Regions from separate parts of the Mus musculus genome. Here region 2 is linked to region 1. A link is a contact called in public Hi-C data. All regions are on one chromosome and are shown on one strand. Each heading gives the region's core, a stretch centred on a gene start, on an enhancer-like site or on the middle of the called end of the contact. The rest is flanking DNA. Distances are from core to core; before and after follow the strand shown.

Evidence for each region. A called contact is a pair of places that touch in the nucleus more often than the background predicts.
Region 2: a contact with region 1 is called in a Hi-C map of bone marrow-derived macrophages, with 5 times the contacts expected there. The contact joins two enhancer-like sites. A contact is called at or near these places in 2 of 484 Hi-C or Micro-C datasets (both in bone marrow-derived macrophages), 1 of 115 datasets of contacts at active chromatin or transcription factors (microglia) and 1 of 9 other capture datasets (adipose tissue).

Annotation. Positions count from the first base shown.
Region 1 is chr12:35,299,725-35,305,046 of GRCm38.p6, forward strand. No RefSeq gene overlaps it. Among named protein-coding and RNA genes, the nearest start is that of Mir680-3, 110 kb to the left of the region's middle. Within about 2 kb of position 3,642, at least 12 of the 459 cell types and tissues checked have an H3K27ac peak or open chromatin away from gene starts, as enhancers often do. A contact at or near this core is called in bone marrow-derived macrophages, where this site is marked.
Region 2 is chr12:36,026,419-36,031,414 of GRCm38.p6, forward strand. The region is part of intron 1 of Tspan13 (tetraspanin 13); the gene reads right to left. Among named protein-coding and RNA genes, the nearest start is that of Tspan13, 14 kb to the right of the region's middle. Within about 2 kb of position 3,058, at least 73 of the 459 cell types and tissues checked have an H3K27ac peak or open chromatin away from gene starts, as enhancers often do. A contact at or near this core is called in bone marrow-derived macrophages, where this site is marked.

The sequences.
Region 1 (5,322 bases), core at 2,392-4,891:
TACTTGAAGCACCTCCACAGTTGCCTGGGAGAGGAACACACCAGCTTCCACTTTCTACCATATCCAAAATACCCCCAGAGAACATTTCAGGCTTTCTTCATCTCTCTATCTAGCTCCCACCACTGTGCCTGTGTGTCACAGATGCTCAACATGTCATATTGTGCCAAACAGAACATGATCCATTTCCCTCAATCTGAGATTTCTAATTTCTTAGCGTGTGAAGTAAAAGTGAAGTATGAATATTCTATTGGATTATTTTTCTTTAGTACATTAAATCTATCTTTCTGATTCTCACTCCCCTTCTTTCTTATTCAGGGCTTTTATATTTCTGGGTCTGGATAGGCAGTGCTATGTAGTGAAAGAGAAGAAAAGATCAGAATAACCAATCCTTTAACTATTCTTAAATTTACCAGGTGTACTTACATGTGATTTCTTTAGTAGACTCCTAAGTGCTAGATACAGAACTTCATTGTTTAATGCAGCTTTTTCCTAAGCAACCAGTACTGACCACACACACAGATGGGTTTCCCTGCCCTGTTCTCTTTAGGTTTCTATCACTGTATTCAGAGAATGAAGCACAACTAGCAGGTCTGATGGCATGATGGCTTGTAACCTTTGGGATTGACTGGCTTCATTCTCTGACTACATTAAGGTTTACTTCGCATATACAAAAGTCCAAGAATGGCATACATTCGAATGACCTAGAGCCTGCATGGCACAGCATGAGCGCTGAGCCTTTCCTAGCTCCACAGCTTTGCCAGAAATCTGGTTTGTTCTTACTCTTTTTTTTAAAGACAGTATTTTACATATATTACTACTAAGTACCAATTTTACCATAATGTTAGTGTTTAGGTACTTTGCGTTGCTCCTTGAATTAATTTTACTTTTTAAAATTGTATCCATTTCTAATGTTCATGAATTTTACCTCATCCTCTTCATCAATCTTGGAAGAGGTTTGGAAATTACCAGTGTTTGGACACTGATTTGTGTTGCATCTTTGGCTTAACTCATTTCTGTTCTTATGCTTATTGATTTCCTCTTTAAATTTTCTTCAAATTTAAGTTTTAAATATCTTCAGTTTCTAGTATGATTTTTTAATCTCTAATTTTGAGTTATATTTTTAATATCCAGATCTATGGAAGTTTTCTAATGATTTCTGCATATTTGCTGATGTCTGTACAAACTGAGTAATGCTCATTCTTTGAGGCATCTCAAAGTTTGCTGTACTTTTTATTTTTTTACTTATATATTATAACTGATTAGTGACAAGGGATTTCATTTATTAGATTAAAGCACATTATTATACCATTTACATCTTCCATTACTTTACTGATATTTTTGTCTGATGATTTCTCTTTCTCTTTTGGTTTTTCAGGACAGCAGTTTTCTCTGTAGCCCTGGCTGTCCTGGAACTTATTCTGTAGACCAGGGTGGCCTCAAACCTAGAGACTCCCCCGCCTCTGTCTCCCAAGCACTGGGATTAAAGACATCTGCTACCACCATCTGCCTTTTCTGATGAGTTTGTTATGCCAGATACTCTGAAGATCTACCATTATGGCAATGCATTTATTGATTGTAACTTTGTAGTTATTAATTTATTGTTAGTATATGTTAATTTTCTATAGTAATTCAGAACCCTTGAATTTACCTGATGATTCAAACCTTTGATTTATAGTGATTATTAGATCTGTCAATGATTTATTAGAATATCTGTTTTATATTGATTTTGATTTAGCTATCCTATCTTTTTTGTATATATGCATCTTCAGGTCTTTCTTTTTTACAATTAACCTACTGTTTTAAAGCTTCTAATTCAGTATCTTAGCAAAGTTAGAGATATATATCCTCTACAACATTTGAGTTTTAGAACATTTTCATCAGCTGCAGAAGTTGGCTCATGCCCATTCATGGCTCTTTGCTCCAGGGCTCAACCCTAGGCAACCACTGGACCACTGAGAAGTGCTGTCGCTTTATAAATTTGCCTTTAATGTTTCATATGTGGTATCCACAAATATGAATGTACATATATATATATATATATATATATATATACATATATATGTGTGTGTGTGTGTGTGTTTGTCTTATGACAGAAAATATGAAAACGTCTGGTTTATTCACTTAACAGTGATTTCCAGTTCAGTCTGTCTTCCTGCATACCTGATTTCATTTGTTCTATGGCTCAATGCATTTCCACAAGCACAAGCACCACATATTTTTTATGAGATCATCTGTTAGTGGGCATTCATTGCCTAGATATTGTGGCAATAGACAGGATGTACAAATCAGCTGAGTTACCCATAGCTTTATGCCTGTGGCTTTCTTTACTTGGCCTAATGGTTTTGGCATTGCTATTGTTTTGTTTTGTTATGTTTTGTGCAGAAATCTGGAAATATACTTAACTTAGTTTTTTGGTGTTTATAATCCATTCTGTGATTTGCTCTCTTTTCATTGCTAAATGTTATTCCATTCTGGACTAAACTTAAATTTTTTTATTATTTGGTTTTCTATACATTATGTATGCCATTCAGAATTTATTGCTTAATTTAGAACTCTCAAGCAGTTCTCCCCAACTTCCAGCTGCCACCTTGGCAAATACCAACTTCTATTGTCTTTTCAGAATTCCAATAGCACAGAAAAGATAATATATTAGGCATTTTTATTTTCATCCCTTATTTTCTTTGATTTTTATATTATCTTTATTATGTTCTGAGCAGTTCTCTTAGTTCTCTTGTGCCTCTTATTTTAATTAACTGTTTAAAGTATAATGTGCATTTTTACATTTTCACACACATTCACACGTATACACATTCATACATACATACACATACACACATTCACACACACATACACACATACACACACATTCACACACACACATTCACAGATGCACACACACATACACACACATACACACACACATTCACATCCACATACGCACACACACATACACACACACACACACACACATTCATACATATACACACATACACACACATTCACATACACATTCACACACACATTCACACAATTCACACATATACACACACACACATACATACACATTCACATACACAGAAATACACATACATTCACATACACATTCATATATACACACATATACACACACATTCACATACACACAAACACACACACATGCACACACATTCACACATATACACACACATTCACATACACAGAAATACACACACATTCACACACACATTCATATATACACACATATACACACACACATTCACATACACACAAACATACACATTCACATACACAGAAATACACATACATTCGCACACACATTCATATATACACACATATACACACACACATTCACATACACACAAACACACACACATGCACACACACATATATGCACACACATTCACACACACATTCATATATACACACATATACACACACACATTCACATACACACAAACACACACACGTGCACACACACAAATATGCACACACATTCACACACACATTCACACACACACACACACACACACACTCAGATATCCTGTTTGTTTTTTTTTTTTTTTTTTTAGAAACTCCTTATACCGTTGTCAGAGCTGCATGGACCACATGGTTGGTTCTCCTCATTCAGATTCTATTTCTATAAACATATAAGCCACACTTCCTGTATTTTTGGTGTCAGATGACTGCAATATCTGTAGGCTTTGTAGATAAAATATGCTGCTTTTGATAATGCCAGCTTGTGGCTTCATTTCCTTGTGTGATATGGTTTCTGGCTTTGAAGTTATAAAGTAATGATTCTTGATTTCATAGATTCTGATTCCAAGCCTGTCTCTTCAGAACATGCTTTTTTTTTTCCTTGCCAGGTTGCACTTGTAATTTGTTGTGGGAGTGAGCCGTGAGCCCAGCACCGTACAGTGTGATGGTACCACTACCAAACATGTTTCCATTTCTCACTATTTCTTGATGCATCTTTAGGTTATGAGAGTCATTTCTTTTGTCCACTAGGAAGCTTAGTTCACTTTTCCACTTCTTAATATTTTTAGTTACCAGGGAGACTTTTAAATTAATCTTCAAGAATTTTTAAAGGAATCTGAGAGGGTCTGAGGCTTGAAATATAATATTGAATGTTGTAAGTAGACCACTTGGAATCTTAGAAGTTCTATGTGATAAGAAGCAACTCAGTAAGGTCTTTGTCTATCTGCATCTAGGCTAATGACTCTCACTCTTTCCTCTTCCCCCTCCACTTGTTATGTAAGGATGCCATTAGGAAGTCATCTTTTTGCAAGAGGTTCTAGTTGTTAGATATTATGCAACTCGAAAACTAATTAAATCCTTATTGTCTTTGTCCTTTCTTTTCTTTCCAAAAAGCATAAATTATCCATATATAGGATATGCACATTTTAAAGTCCTCATGAGTGGAAACATTTTAAGACTGAGCAGTTTCTCCTACCCATTTTCTCATGTGGCAACAGCCACATTTTATGCATAGGTTATAAATCATCTTTTACTGGGAAATGAAGTCAATGAACTGCACCATGCCGAGCCAGAGCCACACTTCCTATTCTTTGCTTGTAAAAGAAGCATCCCAGTGATTTTCTAATATATTCTGGGGTTTCTTTTGATGGAACTAGGAGGAAATTTCATTATCCTGTGGTTATTGAGTACAGTTGGCTACATTGAAAGTCAAGGCATTCAGTTTACATTGTTAAAGCCGTGACCTTAAAGCAATCTCACAGAAACTGAACTACACACCAGAGAACATGCATGGGATGGAACTAAGCCCTCTATACATATGTAGCAGATGTGCATCTTGGTTAGTCTTCATATGGGACCCCTAACAGAGGAGCAGGGGTTGTCTCTGACTCTGTTACCTGCATCTGGATCCCTTCCCCCTAACTGGGCTGCCTGGTCTGTCCTCAGTAGGAGCTCTTCCCAGAATCCTACTGCAACTTGATAGGCCAAGGGAGTTGATATCTATGGGAGGAGACAGGGAGCTGGGCATAGAGGGAGGTGAGGTAAGAGGGAGGGACTGGGAGGAGAGGAGGGAGAAAAAGCTGGGGTTGGAATGTATAGTAAATCAATTAGTTATAAAAATTGATTTTTATAGTTGATGTGGTTTTCCTCCTCTAAAATCTCTCTTGCAAATAAATTCTTTTCATGAATATGGAGATCTTTAGTTTCCTGTGTGAAAAAAAGTAAAAGCGCCTGGCCCATTATAGGTGTTTATCAAGACTTTTTAGTGTGAATATGATTCACATCTGGTTTTTAACTGGGAGTTCATGCTATTTTTATTATCTGGTGCCATAATTTTTGGAATAACTT
Region 2 (4,996 bases), core at 1,808-4,307, 730 kb after region 1:
AGACAAGATCTTCAATCTGCATTTCCCTTAACATAAAAAGTCCTTCTGGGGTCCTCTGGTCTCCACACGCACACTGGGTAGCATACATGTAAGTACATACACAGCTTTAAAGAGTTCGTTCGTCCAAAATCATGCCAAACCCTTCCTACATTAATGGGATTCTTTTTTTTTTTTTTTTGGTTTTCCAAGACAGGGTTTCTCTGTGTAGCCCTGGCTGTCCTGGAACTCACTTTGTAGACCAGGCTGGCCTTGAACTCAGAAATCCGCCTGCCTCTGCCACCCCCCCCCCACTTCCGAGTGCTGGGATTAAAGGCGTGTGCCACCATGCCCAGCCATTAATGGGATTCTTAAACATCAGGAATGTTAAAAGTTAAATATTCTTAAAGTATTAAGTTAATAAACTTTACATTTAAATAGTAAATTCAAGACTTAAAGACAGAAGTCAGAAATTGTTCTTGTCACTTAACCTGGTTGCGTACATCACAGCCCCTGCCACGACCTATTCCAATACTGTACACAGGCCTGAGACACACGGTACAGATGGAATGACCAGAGCTGTGTTGACACCTGCCCCATGTTTTTTTCTGTCTTATTGGCTTCGTTTGGCTGAAGGTTTAACATTTTGTTTGTTCTGCTTTGCTTTGCTTTGTCTGTTATTGGTTTAGGGGTGGCTTCATCTTTGTTGGAAGGGTTTCAGAGTGTCCGAGATAAGGTAAGATAGCTCAGGCTAGCCTCAAAGTCAGGATTCTCTTGTCTTGGCTTCCCAAGTGCAGATGACATTGCATGTGCCACCGGAACCATCAACACCTCTTTTCCCACTGTGAATTCTACATCAATTTCCATGTATCACAAAGTATGTCCCTTCCTTTGATTTTTTTTTTTCTCTACTATTTAAAAATGTGAATCCAGGCCAAGAAGATGATGACTCAGCAAGTAAGGGTGACTGCTGCCAAGCTGGGCAATTCTATCCCAAGAACCCACACAGTAGAAAGAGAGAGCTCTTACAATCCTGCAAACTGTTCTCTAAACTCTATACATGTGTTGGGACACACACACACATACACACACGAAAATGAAAGAGGTTGTTAAAACAAATATCATTTTGTAATGAACTCACAAATAAAACACCATGCATCTGTACTAAGGCAGCCATTCAAACAATTTAGAGAGAGAGAGAGAGAAACCACTCTTAGCTAGTATGCTGTAACAAAGAAGATGGGATGGATTTAGCTTGTTGGCTATAGTTTACTGGCTTTTGCTTTTGAAGTCAGTAAAGATTGAAAGCTAACAAGAGGACAAATAATTACTATGTCAAGAGATTTTTTTACAAAGTATGTCACAGTAAAATACAATTAAAACAGAACAAAAGTAGGTAAACACAATAAGGCAAAGAATGCAAAGAAAATATAGGCTCACTAAAGAAAGTGCATTCCTTTTTTTGAGTCTCTGACTCCCGTGTCCCTCCCAGACTCAAGCAACCCCCTATGACCACAGGAGTTGACTCCTGTCCACTTGCTGTCCACAAGATGAGTGTATCAGATTGACCAAGGGGACTCTGAAGCTGGGATTAAACTACAAATCTCAAGACAGGATGATTCTAAATTATGTGAATAAGATTTAAATAGTCTCAGAGTCCTTGCAAGAGGTAGGAGGAGCGGGCTGGTGAGATGGCTCAGTGGGTAAGAGCACTGACTGTTCTTCCAAAGGTTCTGAGTTCAAATCCCAGCAACCACATGGTGGATAACAACCACCCATAATGAGATCTGACGCCCTCTTCTGGCATGTCTTAAGCTACAGTGTACTTATATGTATAATAAATAAATCTTTAAAAAAAAAAAAAAGAGGAGGGTCAGGATCTGAAAACGACATCACTGAGGGAAGCAGAATGTAGCCTGAGAGGTCTAGCAATGGCATGCTACTAGCACTGAAGGCGGAGGGAGAGGTTCTATGCCAAGGAACGCAAGGAGCAGATGCCAGGCAACACTCTTCCCTTCCCTAGCAAGTACAGCCGAGACCTGCTGCAGACTTCTGACTTCTGGTACAAGGTACAACCTATTGTTTTAGGTCATTATTACACTTGTAGCACTTTGTTAAAAACAGGAAACATTCGATGCTTTTGAAAGTTTGTCTGGTTAGAATAACAGGAATAGACTGAATCCGATTACAGACTCATTAGAGTCCAAGGTTAGTACACAGCCTCTTTGAGGACAGGCCTTACTTGGTTTACCCCAGGTGGCTCTGAAGTATCATGAATTATTCCTAGCTGGGCATGACGACCATTTAGAGGCTGAGGCAGGAGGATTTCCAAGAGTTCAAGACCAACCTGGACTACATACCAAGTATTAAGCTAACAGGCAGACCTACATTATAAGACACCGCCTTTGAAAAACAAGAAAGGCATGGGGGATGGAGAGATGACTCCCTCTTTCAGAGCAATTGCTGCTCTTCCAGAGGACCCAGGATTGATTCTCCAGTATCCACATGGCAGATGGCAAGCATCTGTAAGTCCAGTTCCAGGAGATCTTCAATGCCCACTTCTAGGAGCACCTAGCATGCATATGTGGTATACAGACACGCATGCAGGCAAAACATTTGAAAAATAAATTAACTAAAACATTTTTAGAGGTAAAGGCAGGTGCAGGAGTTGGCTCAGCAGTTAAAAGCTCATACCTGCTCAAGCCTGAGTTTAGTCCCTAGACTCCCCAGGGAGTCATGATGAAGGGAGAAAACTACTCTCAAAAGTCCTCCTACCACAGTGGTACTTGAGCCCACTCACACATTATAAACATATGCCAGTGCACTGAGCAACTCATTAAAACCAAGCAACAGTTCTTCCTGCTCAAGTATGTTTTAAACAAATGAAGAAGGTTTTAGTACACTCAGAGAAACTACAGGAAATCCCACGGCCCCCTCCTCCCCTCCCTGCCCCCCCCCCCAAAGCAAGGAGAACAGAAAGGCCTCACTGTCCAGGCCAAGCTGGAGTACAGCTGACTGAGGCAGGAGGCTCACAAGAGCCCAGTCTGAAGGAGACGCCGGTTTTAGCCCAAGCAGAACTGGGAAGTGGAACTGAGCCCCACGCACAGCTGGGAACTCCAGAAAGCTCTTTTCTCACAGTAAAGTACTGTGGAAGACTGCAGAGCTTTCTGAATGTTCCCAAAAGCTATCTGAGAAAAAGAAACCTCAAGTCTTCTAGACACTGAATCCCCACTCCCAGAATCTGCAGGCCAAGCAATTCAAATGAAAGCTGACCACCAACTGTAATGACTGAGGGTTGCGCGGGGGGGGGGGGGGGGGGGGGGGGGGGAGAGACTCAGATAAGAAAACTAAAATGACTCGTGAGAGATATACAAGAAACCAGTCCCAGGTTTTAAAATGCCAAGCTAATTCTCGAGACACCTTAGAAAGAGGAAATCTAAGAGAAAGACACACATTACTAGGGCTCCCAAGAACCAATTGCAACAGAGCGAGCCATTTAAATTATCTAAAGAAGGGCATGGTTGGTGCACGCCTTTAATTCCAGCATTCTAGAGGCAGGGGCAGACAGAGCTCTGGAGCCTGGTCTACACTGTGAGTTCCAGGGCAGCTCCAAAATAAAAATTAACTAAAGGGATTTAAAAAAATAAATAAAAGCAAATTGGGGAGTCATATTTTATAGGCATAGACTTGAAAAAGGAGCCAAATACATCAACGCAAAAGAAAGGAGAGGACCAGGGGAGTGTAGTGAGTAAAGACTGACAAGCTGACAACCTGGTTTCACTCCCTGGGAGCCACGTACTGGACGGAGAGAACCAAGAACCACAAGTTGTCCTCTGACCTCCACACATGCATAACGACACAAATGCCCATACCCAAGAAATAAATGTAATTTTAAATATTAATTTAAAAATAGAGATCGGGAAGAGACACGTGGGCTAAAGCAGGAGCAGGGCTGTAGTGGTACGCACTTCTGTAGTGGTCCACAGTGGTCCACACTTGGAATCCCAGGACTTCCGACGAAGAGGCTAGAGCTGGAGGCCGTCCTCAGCTAAAGAAAACACCAAATACTGAACTAATCAACTTGTCTGTGCTCCAGGAGGTTCTGGCAGACAAGCAACAGGGACACACATTTTTTTTTCCCCCAAAGGAAAAAATAGCACCCTCCAAACACATTAATTTTGAAGAATAAAGCAGATCCCACAAAATTTCGCTGACAAAGGACACCTAAGAAAACCCAGAGCAAACAGTCATACGTCTGCTATTCTATGGAGTCAGCCTTCATCTGAATCCCCCCAAGTTTGGAGCTCTTTAGGCCTTCTGAGCTTTACCTCTCAGTGAATAGCACTGTCCTTAAGAAAGAGGCCCATGCACTTTGCAACCTCCATCAATAGGAACTACCTTATGCCCATTACAAATCTGTACAATTCAGCTGCTAAGTTCCTGGAACTCTACCATGTTATCTTCTGTGCACATGGAGCGCCTAGGTAGTAAACTATCAAATGGTACCAGCACTTTCTTATATGGGCAACACCTCATACCTTCCACTTTTCTTTCCCCTATAAATTAGACCATTCTCCCTTACACAGCCTCAGCTCTTACTGCCTCCCAAGCCCTGCACTTCAGTGAAAATATTTGCGTTAATCTTTCAAATAGTTTCTGTGGATCCATCTATGAGCCACCAAGTACCATCCACATTCCTTCCTATACTTGGCTTCCACGGAGCAAAAGGGAAAGCTTGCGACCAAGAGGTGTACACTCGAATGCCACTGGCAAGAGCTTCCTGACTCTCCTCGTGCACGTGCAGCGGGGAGCTCCATGGCCGGGCAAGCCCGGGTGTTTAAGGCCCTGAGTTAGATTGCCAGCACAGAGATAAACAAGCAAATGAACCCCTAGGTCCATCACACCTGAACAGTCCACACGAGACACCACCCAAGGCCCCTCCCATGCACACACCAGCACCAACACGCAAATACGCATCATCGTTTGTAAAGGATATTCCCTAAAGGAATGGAGACTCAAT